Regions from separate parts of the Mus musculus genome. Here region 2 is linked to region 1. The links are chromatin contacts, called in public promoter capture Hi-C maps. All regions are on one chromosome and are shown on one strand. The core of a region is the stretch at or near the end of the contact, and the rest is flanking DNA. Distances in the headings are between cores, read along the strand shown. Region 1 holds the start of Grid1 (glutamate receptor, ionotropic, delta 1). Region 2 has its middle 240 kb from the start of Gm25204.

What was found. Promoter capture Hi-C pulls out the DNA fragments that hold promoters and counts their contacts.
Region 2: a promoter capture Hi-C map of hippocampal neurons shows a contact between it and region 1, with 16 times the contacts expected there. The contact joins the enhancer-like site here to the promoter of Grid1 in region 1. A contact is called at or near these places in 8 of 39 promoter capture datasets (the 3T3-L1 cell line, cranial neural crest, hippocampal neurons and 3 more), 1 of 484 Hi-C or Micro-C datasets (cerebral cortex) and 2 of 115 datasets of contacts at active chromatin or transcription factors (astrocytes and stem cell-derived neural progenitor cells).

Annotation. Positions count from the first base shown.
Region 1 is chr14:34,818,488-34,822,284 of GRCm38.p6, reverse strand. Grid1 (glutamate receptor, ionotropic, delta 1) reads right to left here and starts at 2,149. Exons shown (of 16, transcript NM_008166.2): 1 at 1,979-2,149. The coding sequence starts at 2,057.
Region 2 is chr14:36,530,210-36,533,777 of GRCm38.p6, reverse strand. No RefSeq gene overlaps it. Among named protein-coding and RNA genes, the nearest start is that of Gm25204, 240 kb to the left of the region's middle. Within about 2 kb of position 1,902, at least 1 of the 459 cell types and tissues checked has an H3K27ac peak or open chromatin away from gene starts, as enhancers often do. A contact at or near this core is called in hippocampal neurons, where this site is marked.

The sequences.
Region 1 (3,797 bases), core at 900-3,399:
TTGGGTAGTTTAAACATCTCCCATCATAACCCAAACGGGGTGTGTTCCCCTCGCCACATCATACACGTGCACGGTTGACATAAGTTACACATTCATAGCCCACATGCTACCATCAGGTCACATGTGCTTCTTAAGCAAAGCACCTCATGTCCCAGCCATGACCCATACAGTAAGAGACTGAGGTAGCCTCCTGCTCAGATGCACCTGATGTGGTCCCATAAATCCCATCCCAGGAACCAGAGTAAATTCTCCAAAATGATAAGGTTCCCCTATCCCAATTCCAGAATGGAGTGATGACTTTTTTTTTTTCCTTTGCATTCCCTGGCAAATGCAGAAGTGAAAAGGTGGTCCACGGCCGGCCGGCTCTCCTGCACCAAAGACTTTTTTTTCTTTAAGCAGAAGGCATTGATAACCAGAATCTTGTATGGTCAAGATGCTACCAGGCCTGGTGCCTCTGCTCTTCGTTTCTCACTTCCTCTTCCTGTATGTATGAAAGGGGTGGGGCTATATCCTAAACCCCTAGACATTCTGATCTAGCAAGACTGGAGAGTCCCAGAAGAAACCACTCTTGAATGGCCCTTCTAGAAGCAGGAACAGCTCATCCGGAGCTCTGGCAGACCTGACGCTTTCACTAGGCACACAGCTTCCCTGACCCTGCCCCTATAGCGGAGATCAGTTGGACTGCTGCTCTGGGGTCCTCACTGACCCCCCACAGCCCCTTTACCAGGCGCCGAGGGTCATTGCCAAGGTCCTATTGCTTGGCCTTCTAATTGCCCTGGAGCCGAGAGCTGGGTAGGAAAAGGACTCGGCTCCCGAATTCCTCACTATACTGGAGCCGCAATGCTGACCGCGAGACCCACTCTGGCTCCTGGGCGGGAAGCACGTTTGGATCTTGGCCCGGCACCGGCACCAGAGGGGAGGCCGCAGCCCTTGGAGTAGAGACTCTGTCCCTGTCATCCCCTCCACCTTCTGCTCCGCGGGTAACATCAGCCACGTTTCCTCACACCTCCCAACCCCCAGTTTATCCGTGTTAGCTGGTCTTTCCCAACTTCCGGAAAGGCGACTGCAGAGGGGCTCCCCCATAAGCGACCGCTGTTAGTCCCCCAACCGGGCCCAACTTCTCGAGATCCCAGCCATTCTGCTCCAAACTCCTGATCACTACCCCTCCTCCGGTCTCCCCTTCCTCTGCTTTTCCTCTTCTTCCTCTCCATCCAGCGCCCCCCACCCCACTATCCATGCTCCTTCCGTTCACCCCTACCATCCACACTGTACGCTGGCCCCAAGACTTATATCAGGCAGAAACTCTAGGACTGTCCAGGATTGGGCTGCAGTTGCCACAACCAGATACACACACACACACACACACACACACACCGAGAGCTACACAGACACACACCGAGAAACGGGCAAGCACTGTGTCCACTCTAACAGGCTGACAGAACGCGACAGTCGCACTGAGAAGCTCAGATGGCCCCACACACCCCAACGCCCTCTCACAGTGACACCAACCCCGTGCCAGGTGCATACACACTGGCACGCTGACAGCACCCATCCACAGACACACATGGTTCCGCTTTGGCCTCTTTGATCTTGCCCTGCCAACTTAGCTAGCCCCGAGCCCTATCCGACCCTGGCCCCAATGTTCAAGCTGTGACGAGGGGTCCAGCCCGCGGACAGCCCCGCCAGGGGCACGCATCTCGACAAGGGTCTATCCCAGGTTCCCCGCAGCCGCGGCCCTAAGTGTCGGCAGAGGCCGCGGGGCCCCGCGCACTGACAGGAGCCCCGGGGAGTAGCGAGGTGCCCGCAGGAGCGCCGAGCGGCCAGAGCACAGCTCCTCCGCGGGGCGGCGCGGGCCTTCGGGGGAACACCGACTGCCGAGCCCCTCGGCCCGGGGAGCCGCTAAGTTTGGACTCCGCGCATCATCGGCTCTATTAGGTGGCCCCCGCCCAGCCTCGGTCCGTCTGCTCTCCCAGCTCACCGATGTGGATGATGGAGTCGGCCCGCACCGTAACGCACTGGCATATCCAGGGAAGAAGCCACAGCGTCAACGCTTCCATGTCCCCCCGGCGCGCGGCTCATCCGCCCGGGCCCGGGGCGAGGCCGAGGGCAGCGCGGAGCGGGGAGGCGCCGGTCCCGGTGCAGTCCCGGGCCGCTCCCCGGGAGAGCCGAGCCCGCCCGTGCGTCTTCCCCCGCGCTCCCGCCCCTGCGCCCTGCGCCCGCCCCAACCCAGCCCAGCCCAGCCCAGCGCTCTCGGGCTCCCGCGCCGGCTCTGGTTGCGGTTGCGGCGGCGCTCGCAGCCCGAGCCCAGGCCGGCGCGGCGGGGGCGGCCCGCGGCTGTGGCGGCGGCGCTTCCAGCGGCTCGAGCGGCTCTGGGGGCGGCAGAGGCAGAGGCGGCGGCGGCCCGGCCCGCGCGGCGGCTCCGGGCTGGCTATGTGTCTGAGCCCAGGCGAGGAGCGAACTGCGGAGGACGCCCCCTCCCCTCCCCCTCCCCCTCGGCGGCGCTCCCCCTCCCCTCCCGCCCGCCTCCCTCCCCTCCGCCCTCCTCTCCACCACGTGACTGCGGAGCCTTAGCCTAGCCGCGCGCCGCTCGCCCGCTCGGAGGGGGCGCCCGGTGCTCCGCGCTCCCGGCCGGGGGATGCTACGAGGACGGCACCACGGTGGGGACTTGGTCTGTCTGCGGCGAGCCTAGGCTTGGCCGTGTGGGCCCGGCCTCTGGGTTCGCTGGAGAAACGGAGTAGGCACAGCCATCGACTACCCTCGGGGAGGGGGAACTCGGAACTCGCTGGCGCTGGGGGACTTCAGCCGAGATTTTGCAGTCCTGTCCCTGACCAGAACGGATCAGGGGGTCTCGGAACCCGACCCCCGACTCATGCAGCCTGCAAAGAGACTACAGACCGGGGCACCGAGCCAGGAGGCATCGGGATGCTTAGCGGGCGGGCGGCGGGCTCGAACCCTGGCTGTCCGGGTAGATTTCGGCGGGCGTCCATCCCCCGCCCCCGGGGCGGTGCACTGAGCCCGGAGTCGGGCAGGAGGCTCAGACTCTGAAGCCCAATTCATGGCCGGAAACCGGCGCAGCCGTGACCGCGGCGCCTGGACGTGAGGAGCCTTCCAAGCGGCCGGCGCTCTCAGACAGCGACCTGTACGAAGCCTTCTAGAGCGAGCCCGGGAGGAAAGCTCGCTCCCAGCCGCGGAAGCAGAGCGGGGCTCCCGCCGCCTCCGGGTTCCCTGACTCTGGCTGACCACCCCCGTGAAGCTGCTGAGAGATGGGGGGGGGGGGGCGAGGTCGCAATCCGGTCTCAATTCTCTCACCCAGGTCCTAGTTGGACGAGGCTCCACTTAACACACCTAAGATTTCAGGGAAACAGTTGAGCCCTCCAGGATTCTGATTCCTTCGGAAACCGGGTCCAGCTGAGTCTGGCAGAACTGGGCGCCAGGATGAGCACTGGGTTCAAAGAACCAAGATAGGCTCAGCTTTGCCTAGAGCTCCCAGCACCGTAGGAAAGGTAGACGGCCATACAGGTCATTAAAAAATGTGGAGAGGACAGTTGAGGAGCTTTGGGCCTGGGCTCTGGCCCAGCCTAAGGGAGAAAGGCAGCTATGGATTCTGAAAGAAGAAGATAGTTTCCAAAGGCTACTTAGGGAGGAGAAGCTTGCAGGCATTTGGTGCTGCTAGTGAGCCAAAACAGGAAGAGAAGAAAGAACTGTGTGGGGAACGTGCATTTGTGTGTGTGTGAAGCTGCCAGCCACTGAGTTGTCACTGGCAAATTCAGCTTTTAAAGGGTTGGCGAGGAGTCTGT
Region 2 (3,568 bases), core at 653-3,152, 1.7 Mb before region 1:
CTGAGCTTTGCTCGTTTTATTTAGCGGACCTTGCTCTCCTGGTGTCCTCTATCCCCTGTGGCTCTTACAATCTTTCTGTCTCTTCTTCCACTGGTTTCCCTGAGCTCAGAGAGGAAAGATTTGATGGAGACATCCGTTTAAAGTTGTGCATTCCAAGGTCTCTCTTTGTGTTATGTTTGCCTGTGTATCTCTGTATTTGTTCCTACCTGCTACAGGAGGAAGGTTCTCTGATGATGGCTGAATAAGAAACTGATTTATGAATGTAGCTGAATATTATTTGGAATAATGTTTTTTGTTAGTTTAAAAACATGTTTGAATCAACTACTGTTTGGTTTTACCTTAGGTCTAGGGTTCTTGGTCACCAAGCAGTGTCAGGTTTGGGTTCCCTCTTGTGGACTGGGCCTTAAGACAAATCAGACATTGGCCCACAACTTCTGTGTTGCCACTGCCTTAGCATATTTTGGGTTTTGTGCCTAGTTTGGTGTTTACATTTTTATAATGTTCCATTTCATTTTTCCCTCTCTTGCTTTATTTTAGGGAGTACTTTATTTTTCTACATTTTTAGTCATTCACTTTGTATGTGTACAAGTACATTCATGAACACCTGTAGTCATATACATGCATGGCATATATATATATGGATGTTAAAGGGCAGCCGGCCAACTTACAGACTTAGTTCTCACCTTCAATCATGTGGATCCAGGAGAGTGAACTCAGGCTTGGCTGTAGGCTCTTTTCCAGCTAAGCCATCCTTGTGGGCTCTACCCTTCCCTGTTTATACCAGTTCTCATTCTCACCTACCTTCATTTCTGGGAAGGAAGGCAATATTGTCACTCCATGAGGATTTTACATACAGCCCAGAGCTTTGTACGTAGCCACATCATAAAATCTCTTCAGATCATTCTGGTTCAGTGCAGAATCTTGCTGAGTATCGGCACCCCCCAGATAGGGATGGGAAGATGTAGTGCTTGAAGCTGGAGATGTAGTTCTCTGACACTGTATTTCTTTAATATGTGCAAGGCCCTGGGCTCAATCCTCAGCACTGTCTAAAAGCAAGTACAATTCTAGCATGGGCTAGTCTGGGTAGGGCTCTCAGATGAAGCAATTTCTAGGTGCTCCTGAGCTGGGTCCCATCTCTCTTTGTGCTAGATAAAATGCAACATATCAGTACATTATGGCTCACGGTGTCTTTTTTATCTATGTTCCATAGAGATAAATGTCTTCCCACATGTATAATTTCCTCAGACATATTAATAGTTTAACAACAATAGCTTAACCTTCGACTACACTTTGCTTTGATGTTTAAGCCTATTTCTACCTTTTTTAAGTTGGGGTGACATCTATTCTTTGAGGTGCTCATGCATATAGCTAATCTCTTTAGTTCTGGATGGATTTGCTCACTTTCCTCATAGGGGATCAGAGTATTTTAAAGTCCTTAGAAGACAGAGTAGTTTCCTTATCCCATCAGGTGGTAGTCATGTTGCACGGAAGCAGATTCTGTCCTTGGAACCAGGAAGTCTGTTCTAGCAGGAGGAGAGGAGAGGAGTGCCTGGACCTCCTCCCTGAAAACTCAAGTTCCACCTTTATGTCTATCAGAGCCTCTATGTTCTCAAGAATCCACGGCATTAATTTTGAATAATAAAAGAAAAGACCAGCTCTGGGTTTGAACAAACATGCTTTTATTCAAGGTTTAAAGCATTTCCTTTATGGGTCCCCTGCGGTGTTTTTGATTGTCTCCCTTTCCTAGGAGCATGAATGATTGTTTATTAAATGTAATAATAATAATAAAATGGAGGTAGGGTCTCTTAGCTGGCATTAGTTCAGATTCCAATTTAATCTTTCCCCAGCCTCACTTCATTATGACTCTATTCGATGGTGTATTTCATAACCAGCATGTGTCAGGGTGAAGGAAGCCAAGCTTCAGAATGACATGTCAGTAAGATGATTGTTCATGGAACACACAGTCCCTCTAGTCTATAATTAAAAATGGGAAAAAAAAAACCTGGCTCAAAAAAATAATGATAAGGAATGTGCTTCACTGCACACAACACACAGCTCTCTAGTAGCAAATGTCACCTTCCCCTGTGAAGGGGCTGATGTCTTTGAATGACAGGAGAGGGAGTACTAGGCCTGAACTCCAACCTGGGTGAGTTGGATGCTTTTGGACCACAGAAGAGCTCTGAGGGGAATGAGCCTTGACTCTCTCAGAATGGTTAGGCTGAGAACAATTATAGGCTCTGCCTGTTATTTGTGATGTTAAGTGAACTCCTTCCATGCAAAGTGGGAGTGATAACAGCAATATCTTGCAGCTATTGTGCAGATTACAAAACAAGAACAAATGTATGGGATTACCAGAGTGCTCTGCCTGTGGTAGGGCTTCTATGATCAGCCATTGTTTTCATTCAGATTTCATTGTAATTTCCATTAGCAATTGTTAGAAATTAGGTTACCTTGAAAAGCTTGGGTCAAGACTGTGTGAAGAGACAAAGATGATGATGTTCATCTTTATATAATCTTCATAAGGGAAGACTGAGTAATGGAAGAGAGTGCCATAAAAATCTTTTAGGTTAATGGGAAATGGGGTCAGGCCATCTCATACTTTGGGGGTTGGACATATCTCCCCAAAGATATATTCGAGTTAAATAAAAAGTCTACCCATATTTCTATGTAAAATCAAAGAGTTTAGGAAGAGACAGGAGCCAGATACATGGGAATGGTTGGCTGGAGTGGAGTGGATACAGCAACAAGGTTAAAGGAAATCAGAAACCTACAAAGAGTCCTTCTCAAGTTGTGTCCCTTGGAATGTATAAAGACAATTTTCTTTTCCTGCCTTCAGGACAGCCTGAGGCACATCCACCTCCTGTGCCAATTCTTTTGCACAAGAGATTGTTTTTCAGCAGAACTCAATGGTCTCTGAGTTCTACCAGTGGCACATTATAGATGAAATCAGGAGTAGTTTTATGAGGTGTTGGAGGCAGAGAAACGTGATGGCTACTGACCTATGAGAGACAGTGAGAAACCCGTCTTTCTAACCTATAAACCTGTTTTGTTTTGTTTTGTTTGTTTGTTTGTTTTTTGAGACAGGGTTTCTCTGTGTTGCCCTGGCTGTCCTGGAACTCACTTTGTAGACCAGGCTGGCCACAAACTCAGAAATCCGTCTGCCTCTGCCTCCCGAGTGCTGGGATTAAAGGCGTGTGCCACCACCTGATCATTTGCTGCCCCTCAATCAAGGTCACATGGCATAACTTGAGGTTAAGCTTGGTCAAGTCTATTTCTAAGTAAAGTGGGTCCCTACATCCCAGCAAACCTCTGTAAATGATGGTAGTATTTTGAAATTAGGTCATCTCGTGTGGATATTCTTGAGCATTTTCATATTCTTGTGCTCTGGCTAGCCTAGAATTGAAAATCTTTGAACAACAAAGGAGCTACTCAGGAAGGGGACTGCTAGGGATCTGCTTTGAGATATGGAGAACTATGAGTCTTAGGCATCCAGGTTAAGAGTGTCTATTGCAGAGAGGCTGCAAATTACTGAGAGGAGATTCTTCAGTGGTGAATTTCTTTTTATGCA